Regions from separate parts of the Mus musculus genome. Here regions 1, 3 and 4 are each linked to region 2. Evidence: chromatin contacts called from public HiChIP or PLAC-seq data. All regions are on one chromosome and are shown on one strand. Each heading gives the region's core, a stretch centred on a gene start, on an enhancer-like site or on the middle of the called end of the contact. The rest is flanking DNA. Distances are from core to core; before and after follow the strand shown. Region 1 holds the start of Mien1 (migration and invasion enhancer 1). Region 2 holds the start of Epop (elongin BC and polycomb repressive complex 2 associated protein). Region 3 has its middle 20 kb from the start of Mir8103. Region 4 holds the start of Osbpl7 (oxysterol binding protein-like 7).

The links. HiChIP or PLAC-seq counts read pairs in DNA pulled down with a chosen protein or histone mark.
Region 1: a contact with region 2 is called in a FOXA1 HiChIP or PLAC-seq map of pancreatic cancer cells. The contact joins the promoter of Mien1 here to the promoter of Epop in region 2. A contact is called at or near these places in 1 of 39 promoter capture datasets (cranial neural crest) and 1 of 115 datasets of contacts at active chromatin or transcription factors (pancreatic cancer cells).
Region 3: a FOXA1 HiChIP or PLAC-seq map of pancreatic cancer cells shows a contact between it and region 2. The contact joins the enhancer-like site here to the promoter of Epop in region 2. A contact is called at or near these places in 1 of 39 promoter capture datasets (liver) and 2 of 115 datasets of contacts at active chromatin or transcription factors (embryonic stem cells and pancreatic cancer cells).
Region 4: an H3K27ac HiChIP or PLAC-seq map of extraembryonic endoderm stem cells shows a contact between it and region 2, with 2.8 times the contacts expected there. The contact joins the promoter of Osbpl7 here to the promoter of Epop in region 2. A contact is called at or near these places in 1 of 39 promoter capture datasets (cranial neural crest) and 1 of 115 datasets of contacts at active chromatin or transcription factors (extraembryonic endoderm stem cells).

What each region holds. Positions count from the first base shown.
Region 1 is chr11:98,436,136-98,440,260 of GRCm38.p6, forward strand. Mien1 (migration and invasion enhancer 1) reads right to left here and starts at 2,853. Exons shown (of 4, transcript NM_025559.2): 1 at 2,723-2,853; 2 at 2,512-2,609; 3 at 2,102-2,178; 4 at 1,573-2,010. The coding sequence starts at 2,811. The coding sequence ends at 1,927. It overlaps Erbb2 (erb-b2 receptor tyrosine kinase 2), which reads left to right. Exons shown (of 27, transcript NM_001003817.1): 26 at 1-46; 27 at 178-1,581. The coding sequence ends at 533.
Region 2 is chr11:97,628,237-97,632,363 of GRCm38.p6, forward strand. It overlaps Epop (elongin BC and polycomb repressive complex 2 associated protein), which reads right to left and starts at 1,480. Exons shown (of 1, transcript NM_175332.3): 1 at 1-1,480. The coding sequence starts at 1,045.
Region 3 is chr11:97,081,620-97,085,829 of GRCm38.p6, forward strand. No RefSeq gene overlaps it. Among named protein-coding and RNA genes, the nearest start is that of Mir8103, 20 kb to the left of the region's middle. Within about 2 kb of position 2,377, at least 41 of the 459 cell types and tissues checked have an H3K27ac peak or open chromatin away from gene starts, as enhancers often do. A contact at or near this core is called in pancreatic cancer cells, where this site is marked.
Region 4 is chr11:97,049,438-97,053,847 of GRCm38.p6, forward strand. It overlaps Osbpl7 (oxysterol binding protein-like 7), which reads left to right and starts at 1,383. Exons shown (of 23, transcript NM_001310509.2): 1 at 1,383-1,516; 2 at 2,788-2,939; 3 at 3,049-3,174; 4 at 3,333-3,386. The coding sequence starts at 2,865.

The DNA of each region.
Region 1 (4,125 bases), core at 1,603-4,102, 810 kb after region 2:
GAGACTGATGGCTACGTTGCTCCCCTGGCCTGCAGCCCCCAGCCCGGTATGAAATCCAGGCCCGAGAGATTGGGAGGAGAGGGGAGTTGAGAACCCTCAGGCTACACCCACTGAGGGGCAATGATGGGGCAGGAATATCTTGGACCCTTTCCCTAACAACATCTCTTCTCTCCTCAGAGTATGTGAACCAGCCAGAGGTTCGGCCTCAGTCTCCCTTGACCCCAGAGGGTCCTCCGCCTCCCATCCGACCTGCTGGTGCTACTCTAGAAAGACCCAAGACTCTCTCTCCTGGGAAAAATGGGGTTGTCAAAGACGTTTTTGCCTTTGGGGGTGCTGTGGAGAACCCTGAATACTTAGCACCCAGAGCAGGCACTGCCTCTCAGCCCCACCCTTCTCCTGCCTTCAGCCCAGCCTTTGACAACCTCTATTACTGGGACCAGAACTCATCGGAGCAGGGTCCTCCACCAAGTACCTTTGAAGGGACCCCCACTGCAGAGAACCCTGAGTACCTAGGCCTGGATGTGCCAGTATGAGGTCACATGTGCAGACATCCTCTGTCTTCAGAGTGGGGAAGGAAGGCCTAACTTGTGGTCTCCATCGCCCGCCACAAAGCAGGGAGAAGGTCCTCTGGCCACATGACATCCAGGGCAGCCGGCTATGCCAGGAACGTGCCCTGAGGAACCTCGCTCGATGCTTCAATCCTGAGTGGTTAAGAGGGCCCCGCCTGGCCGGAAGAGACAGCACACTGTTCAGCCCCAGAGGATTACAGACCCTGACTGCCCTGACAGACTGTAGGGTCCAGTGGGTATTCCTTACCTGGCCTGGCTCTCTTGGTTCTGAAGACTGAGGGAAGCTCAGCCTGCAAGGGAGGAGGCCCCAGGTGAATATCCTGGGAGCAGGACACCCCACTAGGACTGAGGCACGTGCATCCCAAGAGGGGGACAGCACTTGCACCCAGACTGGTCTTTGTACAGAGTTTATTTTGTTCTGTTTTTACTTTTGTTTTTTGTTTTTTTTTTAAAGATGAAATAAGGATACAGTGGGAGAGTGGGTGTTATATGAAAGTCGGGGGGTGCTGTCCCCTTTCTCCATTTGCAATGAGATTTGTAAAATAACTGGACCCCAGCCTATGTCTGAGAGTGGTCCCGGGCCGGGTCAAACCGTATTGCTCATCTGACACACAGCTCCTCCTGGAGTGAGTGTGTAGAGATCTTCCAAAAGTTTGAGACAATTTGGCTTTGGGCTTGAGGGACTGGGGAGTTAGGATTCCTTCTGAAGGCCCTTTGGCAACAGGGTCATTCTCCGTTGGACACACTCATACCAAGGCTACCCCCAGAATACTCCGTTGGACACACTCATTCCAAGGCTACCCCCAGAATGAAGTCCTGTCCTCCCAGTGGGAGAGGGGAGCTTGTGGAGAGCATTGCCATGTGACTTGTTTTCCTTGCCTTAGAAAGAAGTATCCATCCAGGAAAACCCCACCCACTAGGTGTTAGTCCCACCCACTAGGTGTTAGCAGGGCCAGACTGACCTGTGTGCCCCCCGCACAGGCTGGACATAAACACACGCCAGTTGACACAAGCATTTGTAATTACTCTTTATTGCCAAGAGCCGACACTGCCCAGGATTCAGGGAAAATAAGTTATAGCAACCGTGGCATCTGAAAGGTATTGCCACGCTGGGGAGAGGACCAAACTGCAGAGGGCACAGATCCCGGGAGAGCGATGGTGATGTTCACAGAGAACATCTCTTTTCTGCCTTTGGCCACAGAAATGTCTAGTCCCTCCTTGTGCCCTAAGAGGCAAAGTGAAGTCAGGGTCTTAGTTACCTAGGGCCAAGTGAGGGGCTAAAGGTAGAGGGATTCCTAGCGTAACCACAAGGAAAGGTTTAAACCCCAGAACCAAGCTTCCAAGAATCATTTCTTAGTCACAGGATGACACAGGGAGGCCGGCTGTTGGTGATCTTTTCTACAGGTTCTCCATTGCTGGCTCTTCGGATGGCTTCCATGAGCTAGCGGACAGAGACATGGGCGAGTGTCATGCACAGGAGAGGAGGGTGTGTCTCGTCTCAGCCACCCTCCCGAGGTACATTAAATACTCACGTCTTTCTCATAAGGAAACCCTCCATTCTCCAGCTTGGAGAACACCAGCTGTCCATTGATCTCAATCTCGAAGGCCCCTGGTAGGAAATAAATGCAAGAACGAACTAAGAACAACAGGCAGAAGTTCAGGGAGGTCCTTGGCACCACCTCGAGTCCAAGCAAGACTGTTCATGGCCTCGGCAGACACCGATCCTGAAGCCATTCAGCCCCAAACCCCAAAGTCCTCACCCGTGCGTCTTTCCAATACGCCATTAAGAGTTCCTTCACTCCAAACCCACAGTAGGCATTTTTGCTATGTGTCAGACCCTACTAGGGGCTTTATATACAACAGCCAATGTCAGCTCTAGAATGTAGGGAGAGCTGGAGTTTTATCACATGGACTGACTCAGCAGGTGCTCTGCGGACCTCACCTGTCCCCCCGAGTCGCGACTCAATCTCAATGCCCGGATACTCCTCCTTCACAGCGCTCGCCAGCTCCAGGTAGGTCGCCTCAAAGCCGCAGGGTTTACTGGGGAGAAGAGACGTGGAGTGAGCTGGGGTTCCGGGGGTGGGGCCTCCCGTGGATCCACCCCCATCTTGCGGGCGAGCACAAGAGGCTCCTTTTCAACCCGAGTGGCTTACCAGTACTCCACCACGATGTGGACTCCACTGCCTGCTTCCACCTCCCCGGGAGGGGGCACTACGGACACCGGCGCTGGCTCCCCACTCATTGCTGCCCGCTCCGCTGCAGGGCTGCTTCCGGGTGTGACGCCACGCCAAAGTCACGTGGGGGGCGTGTCCGTGGGCGTGTCCGGACCTCGCTTTGCGTCGGGGCGCCCTCTGCCGTCAGCAGGTACTGCTACATCTTGATCCAGCTGCAGAGCGAATATCCTGGACCAGCACTGATCCTGGGTTCTGAGAGCTCATTGGCATCCAATGCTCACAGTCATGGATTTGCTTACTAACGAACTGCCTGTGATCACAAAGCTATTTTCCATTTACAAAAGACAGAGAAAATGGGGCAGGCGGCCGAGGTAGCTGATGGTCTGTGATTGGTGTTGCTATTTACCTCTCGAACGATGATAGCGTTTGAAACCACACCATACTGCTTTTCTTTCGAGTTCTTTTTTTTTTAACTTTTAAGAATATTTTAATTACGTATATATGTGTATAAGTGTGAATTTATGCATGCGAGGGCATCTTTAAAACTTACTACATTTATTTATTAATTTGTGGACGAGTGTGTATTGGAGGTGGGGGCCATGCCATAGCATGCTTTTGAAGGTCAGAGTACAGCAACTTTCGGCCTCCTCCATCTTATCATGTGGGTCCCAGGGATTGAACTCAGAGTATCAGATTCTGTCTCAAAGGTCTGTCTCTTACAGGTCAAGCGTCTTCATCAGCCCAGAACTCTAGTTCTTTTGACTCTGAAGTGCTGACCCCCACTTTATGCACACTCCTCATCCCTGCCTCTTGCTAGAGGGCTAGTGTCATTGAACTCAGTTTGTAATTCTGGAACTGCAGCCTGGGTCCTCCCTGTCTCTTCCTTCCCTGAAGCACCACTACAGTATCGTAACAAGTCACCCATTCTGGTGTCCCTTGAAACTGTTCATTGTTGGGTCGGTCTGTGTTTGCTGAGTTCTGACGTCATCCCATCTAGTTATAGGATATTTCAATGGATCTAAGAAGGCCTTTCCTGTTTGCTTGCAGCTTCCAACTCCAGCCCCAAGCAATCGCTGCTCTGCTCTCTAAACTTTTCTGGACATTTCACATAAATGGACTCTTGCAGCATGTGACGTTTGCTCTGTTGTATCAGAGCAAGCCTCCATCCAGTGCTGTGTCCCAGGCGTTCCTTTCTATTGATGAATACTATTTCATTCTGTTGTATAGAAAAAGCACAGATTATTTGTCTATTAACATTAATCTGGGTTTCTTTGGGTTGTTTGTTTTGAGTAAATGTCTTGTAGATGCCTTTGTATGGATGTGTTGCCATTTCTCTTAAGTTCCTTAGAGTAAAATTAAAACTACTGGGCTGCGAGAAATTT
Region 2 (4,127 bases), core at 230-2,729:
CCATCTGCCACTTCCACAGCGGGTGGGCAGGCGGCGGCTTGGCGTCTCCCTGGAGGCGAAGCGAGGAAGCCGGCCCTAGGTCTCCGTTCTCTTCCACCACCAGAGCTGGGGGACAGGGGAAGCAGTCAAGGAGGCTGAAGGTGCTCGATGTAGGAAGCGTCGGGACGGGCCGCCGTGGCTGCACACTGGGCGGGGGCGGCGCTGGCCGCCGTCGTTTCTTGGCTGCTCCACGGGCTTTGGCCGCGGGCCGTTCGGGCCCTCGGCGCAAACTTGGAGTGTCCAGGGCGAACCCCTTCGCGTAACACCAAAGTTTCGAGCGGCGGATCAGGCGGTTGAAATGTTCCTGGCGGAGATCGCGGGGCGGGTCCGGTGCTGCGTCTGCCGTCGAGGGGCTGAGCGCGGGTGCCTCAGGCGCGGTCGGCGCAGGGTCTCCACCCCCTGGAGCCTCGGAGGCCGGCACAGGCTGCTCGGAAGGCGCAGGCTCCGGGGAGAGGCCCGCAGGTGGCGACGGAGGCGGGGAGCCGGGCTCAAGGGGCGGACTGCTAGCTGCATCAAGACCCCGGGCTGGCCTGGGCGGGGACCAGGCGGGGTTGGTCGGAGAGTCCTGAGGACGCAGGGGAGCAGGGCAGCGGCCCGGAGGTGCGCAGGAACCAGCGCCGAAGTGCGGGAAGCCGCCTCCGCCCTCTTCCTCCTCTCCACCGCCTGGGCACACCGCGACGTCTGCATCCTCGCGGGCCGGGGAGCTCACGTCGCTCGGCCGCCCGGCCTGTCCCCCGAGGTGCTTCAGGCCGTCCGCGGCCCAGCCTCCTGTGCATGGCGAGGCCGGGGGGCCCAGCAGCACCGGGGTCCGCGGCGCCAGCTCTCCAGGCCCCAGGCCCAGGGAGGACGGCCGGGGTTTGGCAAGGGCGCAGAAGGCGAGGGCACGCAGGCACAGTGGGGAGAACTCTGGGGTCCCCCGACGCGGCTTCAGGGGCGTAGGCGAGCAGGGAGACCCCCGCGGGGAAGCGGGCACTGCCAGGCGGGGAGGAGGACACAGAGTCTCCATGGAGCAGCCTTGGGGGTCGCCCACTGCGGGGGCCCTGGTCCCAACGGCGGGATACCCCGGCGGCCCGAAGAGCCTGCGGGCCAGGGGAACATCGCCCCCCGTCGACGGGGAGGTCTGTGCTCACGGGCGTCCGGGGCCCACCACCAAGAGCCCGCGGCGGCGCTCCGGCTCTCTCCTCGGTATCGTCACGCGGCCCTCGCCGCGGCCGGACTCCTGGGTCCCCGCGCGTCCCCGGTGCGATCGGTCGCGCTTCCTGCCGCCGCGTTCCCGGCGCAATGCCCGGCACGATCACCCCTCAACGCCGAGGCGGGGGCAAACAAAGCAGCCGGCGCTCGCCGCCGGCGGGAAGGACCCCGGCCCGGCGCCCGGTGCCCGGGCCCAGCGGCGGGGAGGGCGCCTTCCGCCCTCTCAGCTTCTTTCTTCCCCGCTGGCTCCGGAGACCGCGTTATAGAGAACTGCCCCCTCGCTGCCCCAATACCAGCGCCGCGGCTGCGAGCCCGCCTCTGATTGGGCGCTGCTGCTCTGACGTCACGTAGACCCCACCCCTCTGGCGGCACGGCCCCCGTCCCCATTCCGCACACAGACACACACACGTGGACCCGGAGCTGCTGGGCTGGAGGGCGGAGAGCAGGGACGCGTGGATCTAGGCGCGCGCGGGTGGAAGTGCGAGGGGCCAGACGCACGGCTCCTGGTGGCCTGTTGATGGCCTGGGATCGTTTTAGCTGGTCGCAGGTCCAGTCACTTGTTTACCCAGTAGAAGTCGCGGTTTTTCCGCATCTGTAAAATGGGAAAGTTTGTTTCAGCCCTTTGGAAGAAAATGGTGCTCCGTGAATTCAGAGAGACAAACTCAAAACCAACGTAGAGGAAAAAGATGAAGCCGAGCGTCGGTGGCTTAAGAGCTTGGTGTAGCAAGGAGTCGCTTGCTAAGAGTGTCCTGTGGTCTTTGCTCAGGGCCGGTAGAACAGGGGCCTGGCACTCGGGAACTCAAAAGCAAACAAAAACGCTTGTAGAGTGAATGATTAGGAATTCGCTATATATGTGCAAGATTCATAAAAGAAAAAAATAAATTTGGAGAAAGGGGAGCTTCGACACACCCACGGAAGACAATAAGCTGACTTTCTCTCCGTACTTGTTTCCTTTTCTTGGTGAAGTATGGAAGTGCCCCACATCTTAACGGAATTCCAACGCGCTGGCACCGTTGGGAGCCTCCAGATCCCAGGACTCGACCATCTGGATCCTGAGCGACCTGAATGGGTGGAAAAGACCAAAAACCTTACTCTCCATCCACAAACAAAAAGTGAATAATTTCCAGAACATGCTCTGATAATGTACACATCTCTCACATCTCTTCCCCTCTAGTTCCTACACAGCCTGCTCATTTGTGAAACTGGCTTGTTCCTTAGTGCTGACCTCTCCTCGGAGTCTAGAAAGAGCTGGTGCCCTGGCTGCACAGTCGAGCCCAGCGGCCAGTAGAGCATCCAGTCTTGATCACTGCTATATCCCTACTGCCCAAACGGCACAATAAACATTTGTGAGTCTTTGGGCTATTCATCGTCATCCTAAAATCAGGTTAGAAACAGCTGCTTTTCATCTGCAGAAGTACACGAGATTTATATGTTGGCTTGGACTAGGGGTAGGATGAGACTGAGGGATACAGATTTTTCTTCTGAGCCAGGGCAAAAGAAAGCTCTCCCTCCCTCGCTGATAGGGTCTCACCCACCATGTGGCCTGGAACTCCAGCGTCTGGCTTCACCCTCCCGAGTGCTACACTTAACATGTACAATCGCTTTTTCTGTACCAGGACAAATGATGCAGCTTGCATCCTCATCCTCCCAGCGGTGACAATAGACACACTGTTTTTCTAAATAACATCAAACAAGACCTGAGAAGAAAGGGATGGGAGGATGGGCCCCCCCCCCCCCCACACACACACCCTTTCCTTGGCAGAGACCCAAGGTAAAGCTTCAAAGTGGGACTTACTGATGAAGAGGGTTCAATATTCTGATCTCCCACTTCCCCTACCCCAGGTTTCCTCTAAGGAACAGCTGTCATGAAGTGGGTGGGTCCCTCTGGGGTCCTGCCAGGTCACATGTTTGAACTGGATCTAACCTCCAGGCTCCTTTGCCCATAGAGCCCTCACCCTACTTTAATCTCTCTCTCTCTATCTGGAAGACATTATAGAAGGTGGGTGATCTGCACTAGGGAGGGGGTTGGAAGCCTTAGCAGGATGTTTTTGGCTTAGAGAGAGAGACATCTAACTCCATGCTCTTCTCTAGGTTCTGTGACAGATGTCTGAGATCAGCCTTGGCCCACTGCAGGAGCTTGGCCTGGGAGGCTCCTTTCTCTTCCCCGTTTTCTGGTGTCTCTCGAATTTGCAGCCCTGCACCCAGCACGGTGTGGATCTCTGTGTGAATAAATCAGGGAAAATTATATAACAATGCAGCTCCCAGGCTTCTCCCTTCTCCCACTCCAAAGCTGCCAGCTCCCCAACCCTGAGATAAGGGTTTTAATGAAGGGGTCAACACGGTTAAAGAGTTCTCCCCTGGAGGAGAAATTCCCTCCACCTTCCCTTCCCGGAATACATGGAAGCAGTTAAAAACACTGTGGGGAATGGGTATATGCCACAGTTGAAATGACCCGACGTCAAGGTACCATCTTTTTCAGAAGACTTGGTGGGGGCGGCTATGATTGCCCAGATACGCTGTGTCTCAACGTCCCTTTCAGAAAATGGGACAACTGTGCTTTTCTCACAATATCAACAGCAGGGCTGAACGCGAAGTTTCCCAGCACCAATCCCCTCACGTGGGCCGACCCAACTGCTGCACTTCCCACAGTGAACAGTAGAGGGCACTCGCCCCCATCCTCCGCCTACCACAGGATGGGTGGCTGCTTCCCCTACAGACACAAGCTGGGTGCGAGGAACTGTTTGACGCCACTCCAGAGGGAAGGACAAAAGAAATAGGAAAGGCCCTTGGGGGGGGGGGGAGGTGGCTAGCCCAGAAGACAGTTCTCCTTCGAAGCCCATCTAGTTCTTAACCAAGGGAGAAGGGAGCATGTTCAGGGATTTTGAAGGGAGGGGCCT
Region 3 (4,210 bases), core at 1,127-3,626, 550 kb before region 2:
TCATGGTGTCTGTTCACAGCAGTAAAACCCTAACAAAGACACTGTACTCTGGTCTGCTATGGGCTCCCTATCTAAGGGTGGGGGATAGGCAGGTGTGTTGATCTCCTCCAAAACATTTGGTCACACAGCAGCTCTCCACGTGTGTCCCAGCGCACGCACTGAGGTGATGTCTAGAGTCAAATGTCCATTGCCGCTCCTTGACCTTTGACAGCAAGGGCCCTCCTGTTTTTCCAGAACTTCACTACTGAGGTGGATGAGGCAAGACTCTCCATGGCCCTGGGCTCCTTAACTGCCAAAGGCTGAGCTCCATCCCCCCGGATCCCATCTTTGGTGAGGGAGCTGATGGACCTTAGCTCACACCATCTGTCTTGTCTGGTCTTACCCCAGCTAAGACATTGTCGGCCACTTTCAGAACTGAATGCAGTTCTTTCTCACCTACAGTTGGCAGGACCCTTAGTGTTCTCTCCTTCCAAACCTTGATTCTTGTGACTCACCCTATGCCACCCTCTCTAACCTAGCATCGAGGATCCCCGAGGACACCTAGTCTCAGGGAGGTGATGACAGCAGTGACGGGGTCTGGGCTCTTGCCTCTGCCCTTCATTCCTCTACCTTGATCTGTGGAGGGATCAGGAGAGCAGGAGGGACTCTGCCTGCTCTCCATGGCAGGCTGTAGCAGCCAGGAGAGGTGACCCTGCACTTGTTCTGTGGGAAGGGTGAATTTGTGTGATCTCCTTTCCTCATCTAGAACTGTCTCTCCTATTGGACGGGGACCAGGGAACAGCAGGGTCCCCTGTCAGGAATGGGCTCCATCAGTCTCAGGGCCTAACTGCTCCATCCCACTTCTGCCTTAAGCCTGCCCTCAGCAATTAGTTCCTGTTCTCCCTACCAGGCCGCCCCCACATCGCACCTCCCATCACCTTACAGCTTCTCTCAGCAAAGTCAGAGGGAGGACCAGTGCTACACTCAGGTGACCCATCCCAGACTGCAGTCAGGGTCGGGCATTTGGCGCACAGGAGCCAAGTCTGTGGTGTTAAGGATCAGAATTATGAGGGCCTATTAGGTAAGGCCAGCAGCAAAGCCTGACTCTCTGACTAGGAACAGAGAAGACCCAAACCAGCAAGTCTAGATGTGGAAGCACTTGATGCCCCTCTCTCCCATTCACTGATAGCCCCCAAGGTAGCAGAACCTGGAACAGTTAGTGAAGTTGGTCAGCTGAAACTTGGGGGTGGGGGATGGAAGTGAGGGTGTGTGCTCCAGGTACACACAGCCTGAGTTTGGAGGTGTCTTTTTAGGATTCATTGATCATCACTCAGCAGCATTTTCAGCCATGGTCAAGCGTCAGGGGCCTGGATTGCTCTTTGGTGAAGATGCCCTAGAACAAAGGAGATGATGGTATAGAGGTCAGTGGGTTCCATCATGAAGTGGGCGCTTTGGGGAGATTAGACTGCCCCCTTGTGGAAACATGATGAACTTCATCATATTCTTTCTGCCCTTCAAGTAGTTTCATAACCATTTGTGCCCCGTCCCGCCCACGCCACTGACAAGCCTTTAGCGGGAGTCCTTTTATTAAAGAGTCTGTATATTGAGCTTCCACACACGAAGCCCTACTGTTATACAGACAAGCAATTATGAAACAGTTGGTGTGTGCTTTCTGCGTCATCCGCTTATTCTGTAGGAGGTTAGTACTACCATCCGTCTGATTTTACAGATCCTATCAGTAGAGCGGATCAGAGACAGAAATTAAACGAGCTGCCTAAGGCCACACAGCGACTGGAGATTCCAGATGCTCTGCTGTCGAGCATTCCTCCTCCCCACCCCCCGACCTGCCTGTCACGGGTATGGGAAGCCTCGTGTGATCAGAATCCTGCTACATGCAAGAGTCTCCTCAGACCTCTTCTCTGGCTGCCCTAATGCTCAGTCGGCTTGCTCGCACAGGTGAAGGGTCGGGAGACCTTCAAGAGCCTTCCTTTGCTCATAGAGTCTTTAGGTTTCTTCTAGTGGGAAACCAGAGATAGGAGACTCTCAGGGGTATCCAGAGCTCCCGTCAGAATAGGGACATGTCACTAAGGACCCAGAAACCAGTGAGCATAGCGACCACGCTCACTACCTTCCCGCCCACACTCTGTTCTTCAAGAGTGTCCTGTCAGGGGGTTAGCCTCTCTTCTGAAACCTGAAACCTAGGAGTGTGAGGGGCCAGGAGGAGGAAATAAGCCTCTTCCAGAGTTCCCTCTCAACACGTGCTTGCTGACAGAGTACTGTGGGTGGGTGGCACCCCCCGCAGCAAAGGTGGCTACGGAGTGGAGCATGGCCTCAAGGGACTCTGTCAGTAGAGGAAGGACAATGAGTCAACATGGCTGTGATTCAGCGTGACTGTAATAACGGCAGAAGAGAAGGCTGAGTTCCTCTGCGGTGGGCGGGAATTTACAGGAGATGGGATCAGGCAGAGTGGGTCGGGATGAGCCCTCGGAGAGCAGTGCCAGGCAAGCGAGGCAAACGCAGAGACCTGCAGTCTGAACATGACGGGATTGGGAGACAGTGCGTTGTGGCTGCCTGGAGCAGGCAGAAGATTGGCTGAGCAGCTGAGGTCGTTCATATCTGTGGGACATAAGTGCTTTAAGTAAAGACGATGGAATCCCTTCTAAGCATGCAGAAATGTCTCTCCACACTCTGAGGGAACAGGGCAGGCCTGGGAGCTAGGTCACCTAGTTTCTTAGTGTCTTCATTAAGCGTTTCTGGAGTTCCCTTTCAGTGGGGGAGCTTGTAGCTGTAAGTGACTGGGTCCCACTGGGACCAACTCAAATAGAAATGGAATGATGTATTCGTTCACATAACTGGAGGACACCGAGAGAGTCCAACTGATGGTCTGTGAAGCACTGTGGCAGGGGACAAGAGAGGCTGTAATTAACCCAGCTGGTCACATGTCCAATTTTGTAGAGGAAGCAGAAGCAGGAGGCAGCCCACAATTCACAGCTCTTTAAGACTACGGGGAGTAACCGGGGTATGCTGGCGCAGGCCTGTAATCCCAGCACTCGGAAGGCCGGGGTGGAAGTATTGTCTGCTGGAGGCTAAACGGGTGAAGAGCAAGACCTTGTCATGAAAAAATAAAAACAAACAAACAAACAAAAGCCCCTTGTGGAATGAGAGGGGGCATGGCTTTGGGATAACATGGCAATGAGTTCGCCAGTTAGCAACGGGAGCTGACATTTCTAAACGATGCATGTTCTCTGAGTCAGGAGCCCAGTCTGCCTCAAATGCTGTCCAGTCCAGACAAGGCCGGAGTGAGCCTGGGGAACAGGCACTGGATGGGAAAGCGAGAGTCACCTACGGCAGAATTCAGCACTACAGTATGTAGCCACAGTTCAAACCTCAACAATTGCCCTTCCGCGGAGCTATGGAAAATAAGGGGCGTTAGCCAACGAGAGAAAAGATGAAGAATGTTCAGAGAGAGGTGATCGCACTTAGAAGCTGCGGGTTCTGGTTTGGGAAAGCTGTCCTAGAGAGGGTGAGGAGCAGGGGGACTAGAGAGTCCAGCTTGGCAGGAGACAAGGGAGGGCTGGGGAGGTGGCTATGGGCCCTTCGGGCTGAGACACCTAGAAGGTGATTAGACTGTGTTGGATCTTGAAGTTCAAGAAAAGGCTCCAGCCACAGCGGTGGATTTGAATGCACACCAGGGAGTGGCAGCTAAGGACTGGGAAGCAGCTGGGGCTTGGGTGGGGCGGACCTGCAGCACAGCCACGCTTGCCACACAGGTGACCTTGGAAGGAGGCAGAGAGAGAGAGAGAGAGAGAGAGAGAGAGAGAGAGAGAGAGAGAGAGAGCAGAGCAGGTGAACTGTGGCTTGTGCTGCCTCGTGCTTTGCTTTTCTCTTCTTTTCTTTTTTTTTTTAAAGATTTATTTATTTATTATATGGAAGTACATTGTAGCTGTCTTCAGACACTCCAGAAGAGGGCGTCAGATCTCGTTACAGATGGTTGTGAGCCACCATGTGGTTGCTGGGATTTGAACTCTGGACCTTCGGAAGAGCAGTCGGGTGCTCTTACCCACTGAGCCATCTCACCAGCCCTCTTCTTTTCTTTTTTTGGTTTCTCTGTATAGCCCTGGCTATCCTGGAACTCACTTTGTAGACCAGGCTGGCCTGGAACTCAGAAATCTGCCTGCCTCTGCTTCCCGAGTGCTGGGATTAAAGGTGTGCGCTACCCCTGCCCGGCGCC
Region 4 (4,410 bases), core at 133-2,632, 580 kb before region 2:
CACTTTTCTTCCTTAAAAGCCATCTTCCCTAGTTGCCTGTCCTTCCAAATACTACATCTCACGTGCTTTTCCTTACGAAGGCTGGGGGAACTAGAGTTCTCATGTAATAGGAGCCCTGGGGGCTATGGCAGGAGGCCCTCCCTGAGTCTTGGGAAGTGGCACCTCCCGCCTGTGGCCTGCCACTGTTCTTGATCCTGAGTGGATCAGGGTGAATGTGGAGTGACTCCTTAGCATTCCTTCCCAGACTTGGAGCAGTGCCGCAGCGTCTTTAGTCCTGGACAGTTGGAAGATCTGCAGCAGCTATCCTCTGGCCTGGGCCAGGACCAGCTTCCCACAGTCCCCACCTCTGCAGATGCCCAGGGATACTCAATCATTTAAAAGGCCCTTGAGGCTCTGGATGTCAGAGTAGCTCCTCCTGGTGCCACTTTGCCTCCAGAGGCCTGCCTGGTGCTGCCCACTGCACCCCTCCCTCTTGGGAGGCTAAATCCATGCTGAGGTTTTGAAGGGAGCCCAGACAGCAGGTACTGCTGTGGTGTGTAAGACTTTGATGTCTAGAAAGGTGGAGCAGACGATTGGCCCACATCATCTCTGCAGCCACACAAGAGCCTTCCATCATACCAGAGCCTGCTGGTGCTACCATTTCTCAGGCACCAAACCTGTTAGTCCGTGCTCATCCATTTGGGAATTGTAGGTCTTTCTCATAATGTAATTCTTGATTATTTCAGCAACTGAACACAGTGGGGTAAAGGTGTTTGAGGGTCAGGGGAGGGGCCCCAGCTAGTCTTTGTTTTATAACTGCCAGCCCATGACTGCATAGCTGCTCCCACCTCTCTGCATCTCTGCTCCTAGAGACTTGCTGCACCCATACTTCCTGATTGCCACGGACTGACCTGGTAGGGCATTGCTCTCAATGAGGAGCCTCGGTGGGGCTTCAGCTGTCCCTCTTGCCTGCTGACTGTGCTCCTGGCACAGATTGTCATGTCCCAGAGTATGTGGGGGTGGGGTGGGACGGTGTCTCTGTCCCTTCCCAGTCAACCTGATATCTTTGCTGGTCCAAAATATGCCATCTATTTCAGGTGTAATTGAGAGGCAGGGTGAATAAGGAAATGGCCTTGAGTGTTCACTGGGGTCAAGGCCATGTTAGTCTGAATAAAATCCTTTACCTTCGATGGCTTGAAGCCAGCAGTTGTTCAGTCCTCTGAAGCATGTGGAACTATGCCCAGTGGGGATTGTGCCCCTCATTTCCAAGTCATTTGGTACCACTCCGTCCTTAGTCCTCCCGAGAGCAGGGGGGCAGAGCTGAGCGGCAGCCCGGAGCTTGGCGGGAGGAGGCAACGGAGGAGGGGCAGGTGGGGAGATCCGGCTGGAGGGGAGGCTCCGACGTCTCCTTCCTTCCTGGTTCCTGCAGTAGCTGCTGCAACTGCTCAGTTCTGTGAAGAGCTAGCCGGTGACTCGGAGACAGTCTCAGGCACAGCAGCGTACGGATCAAGAGGCTCTGGCGTCCATGGATCCTGGGGTAAGGGGGCCTTGCTGTCACGGCCTGACATTCCTGGGAAGGCTTCCTCTCCTCTGGAGCTGGTGGGTCTACTCCTCTGGTAAAGGCGCTGAGAATGGGGGTGGTTAAGGGGGGCACTCACCTGTCTCACTCCACCTCTCCTTCCTACCGGTAGATACTTCCCACCTCTGCGGGGGGGCCAGCAGCAAATGGCCAGGGTTCTAGCGGCCAGGACAAGGGCATAGAAATACCCCAGCACCGGAAGAGTTTTGAAACTTTAAATGGCTGAATGCAGGAGTTTCCCCTTGGGCCAGCCTCTTGTAGCCTGGTCCCTTATGCTGTGACCTCCTGGCCACACTCACACTGTCCCTTCCCTGCCCCTTCTGGGCCTCAACTCCTCAGGTGCTTGCTAGCTGCATGAAGCTCTGAGCTGCTTCCCCAGACACAGGGCAACATCACTCCTCCAGTCCCTTCCCCTTCATACACACACACACACACACACACACACACAGCGCTCATGCATTATTGATCTCCTGGCGGAGCCAGGATGGCCAGAGCCGGTGCCAAGGACGCCTGTGGGCACTGCCTCGGGACCTGGGTGGACCACGACATGTTCTTGGCCACCTCTTCTCCCACCCACAGTGTCATAGCCGGTCAGTGCCCTGCTCCTTCTGGGTGGGAGGTTTCTCAGGAACACAGAGGACTAACATGGTAGCAAGGGGCTGGTAAGGCTTTGCAGGGAAGAGAGTCCAAGGTGGGTATTCTCGGCGTGTCTGGGTGTCTGGTGAGAGGAGGCATGGGAAGATGGGACTGTCTCAGGCCTCAGTTTCCCCATGCAGAAAATGGGAGTGAGAACTGACAGCTATAGGGGGCCAGTTAGTAGAAGTTTGAGAACAGTTGTGCCAGAGGGGTGGCAAAGCCACAGATGTAGGCAGAGATACTGGATGGGGAGGCAGCTGAGCTAAGGAGATCTTGCTCACCAAGTCTCTGAGCCCCCCCTCCCCCCTATTTTCTTGGACTCTCTTCTTCCTTCATTCCCCAGCCTCACAAACACAGAGTGTTTCCTGGATTCCTGGGTGCATGTCCGGGACAGAGGCACACATTGGGTGCAGTGGCCACAGTGGGGGTTGGGTTGGGCGTAGCTGCCCAGGCCCAGGGGTGGTCAGGGAACTGGGGGTGTGGGGATGTCATGTGAGTGGAGGATGTGTGTCTCGGTGTGGGAGGGACCAGCGGTGGGACGGTGGGACACATGGCAGTATGGTAGTACTCGTGGGTCTCTCTCTTGCTTCAAGGGTTCCCCCAGGACAAGGTGACATTCTCCCCAACCCACCCGGCCCTGCCGTCCTCATCGGGGAGCAACTTCTTCCTCATGGACTTCCAGGAAAGAGACACGCCCTCTTTGGCTGAGAGTACTCAGTCTTCAAAGCCCAGCAGTACCCAGCAGGTCTGAGCAGAAGAGTGCCGGAGGGTAGGCGGGGCTTGGGTCCCTGGGGCGTGGACTGAGGTAGCAGTGGCCTCAGCAACTGCTGTTCTCCTTCTACTCTGGACTTCAGGCCTCGGAGCTGTGGGAGGTGATGGAGGAGCCTCGGGGCAGGCTGGGAGCAGACGACATCATGCCTGAGAGACAGGAAGGACACCTGCTCAAGAAGAGGAAGTGGCCTCTTAAGGGCTGGCACAAGGTAGGGCGGCAGGGCAAGGGAGGAGCTACCTGAGGAAGGCTGCTGGACAGCCCTGGTATTCCTGTGTGGAAAGGAGAAGAAAAATGTGTGTGTTTGTTCTCTCCCCACCCCCCACCCTCCATGTTCCTGGCTGCTTGTTCTGTCCCTCTGGGGTACAGAGGTACTTTGTGCTGGAGGACGGGATCCTACACTATGCCACGACTCGACAAGATGTGAGTCAGGTTCCGGGCTTGGGGGCTGGGGGGAGCCTGTCCCAGGATGTTCTGAGCAGGTGGGGGGAGTCTTGAGTTAGCCAGAGCAGGGTATGGCTCTCACTCAGTTCCACCTTTCAGCAACCTCTGTCAAGTTACAGTTGGCTTTTTGTATCCATAGGCTCCACACCTGCAGGTTCAACAATTTAAACACACACACACACACCTACTTTCAAAATGCCTGCACTAAACACATATACTGTATTTTTTTCTTGTCATGATTCCCTACACACTAGAACTGCCAATCCCATACCGTGCCCATTGCTTGCCATTAGGTATTAGAAATCGTCTAGAGAGGGGGCTGGTGAGATGGCTCAGTGGGTAAGAGCACCCGACTGCTCTTCCGAAGGTCAGGAGTTCAAATCCCAGCAACCACATGGTGGCTCACAACCATCTGTAACGAGATCTGACTCTCTCTTCTGGAGTGTCTCAGGACAGCTACAGTGTATTTACATATAATAAATAAATAAATAAATATTTAAAAAAAAAAAAAAAAAAAGAAATCGTCTAGAGGGCTGGAGAGATGGCTCAGCGGTTAAGAACACTGACTGTTCTTCCGGAGGTCCTGAGTTCAATTCCCAGCAACCACATAGTGGCTCACAACTATCTGTAATGGAACCTGATGACCTGTTCTGTGTCTCTGAAGAGAGTGACAATGTACTCATATAAATAATAATAAAAAAATAAAAAGTAAAAAAAAAAGTAGAAATCGTCTAGAAATGCTTAAAGAACACAGAGACCGTATATATAGGTTATGTGAAGAAACTGCACCTTTTACTATTAGACATGAGCAGGTTTGCATTTCGGTTTCCCCTGTGGCTCCTAGAACCCAAAACGCCACGAAACAGCTGCTTCCCTGGAGTCAGCCTCCTTCCTGCTGACACGGGGTGGGGGGCACACTCAGCCACCCGTGGAGCTATCTGAATGATGCCCATTACAAACTAAATGTCCAAGAAATGGGAGCATTGTCGCCCTAGACCTCTTC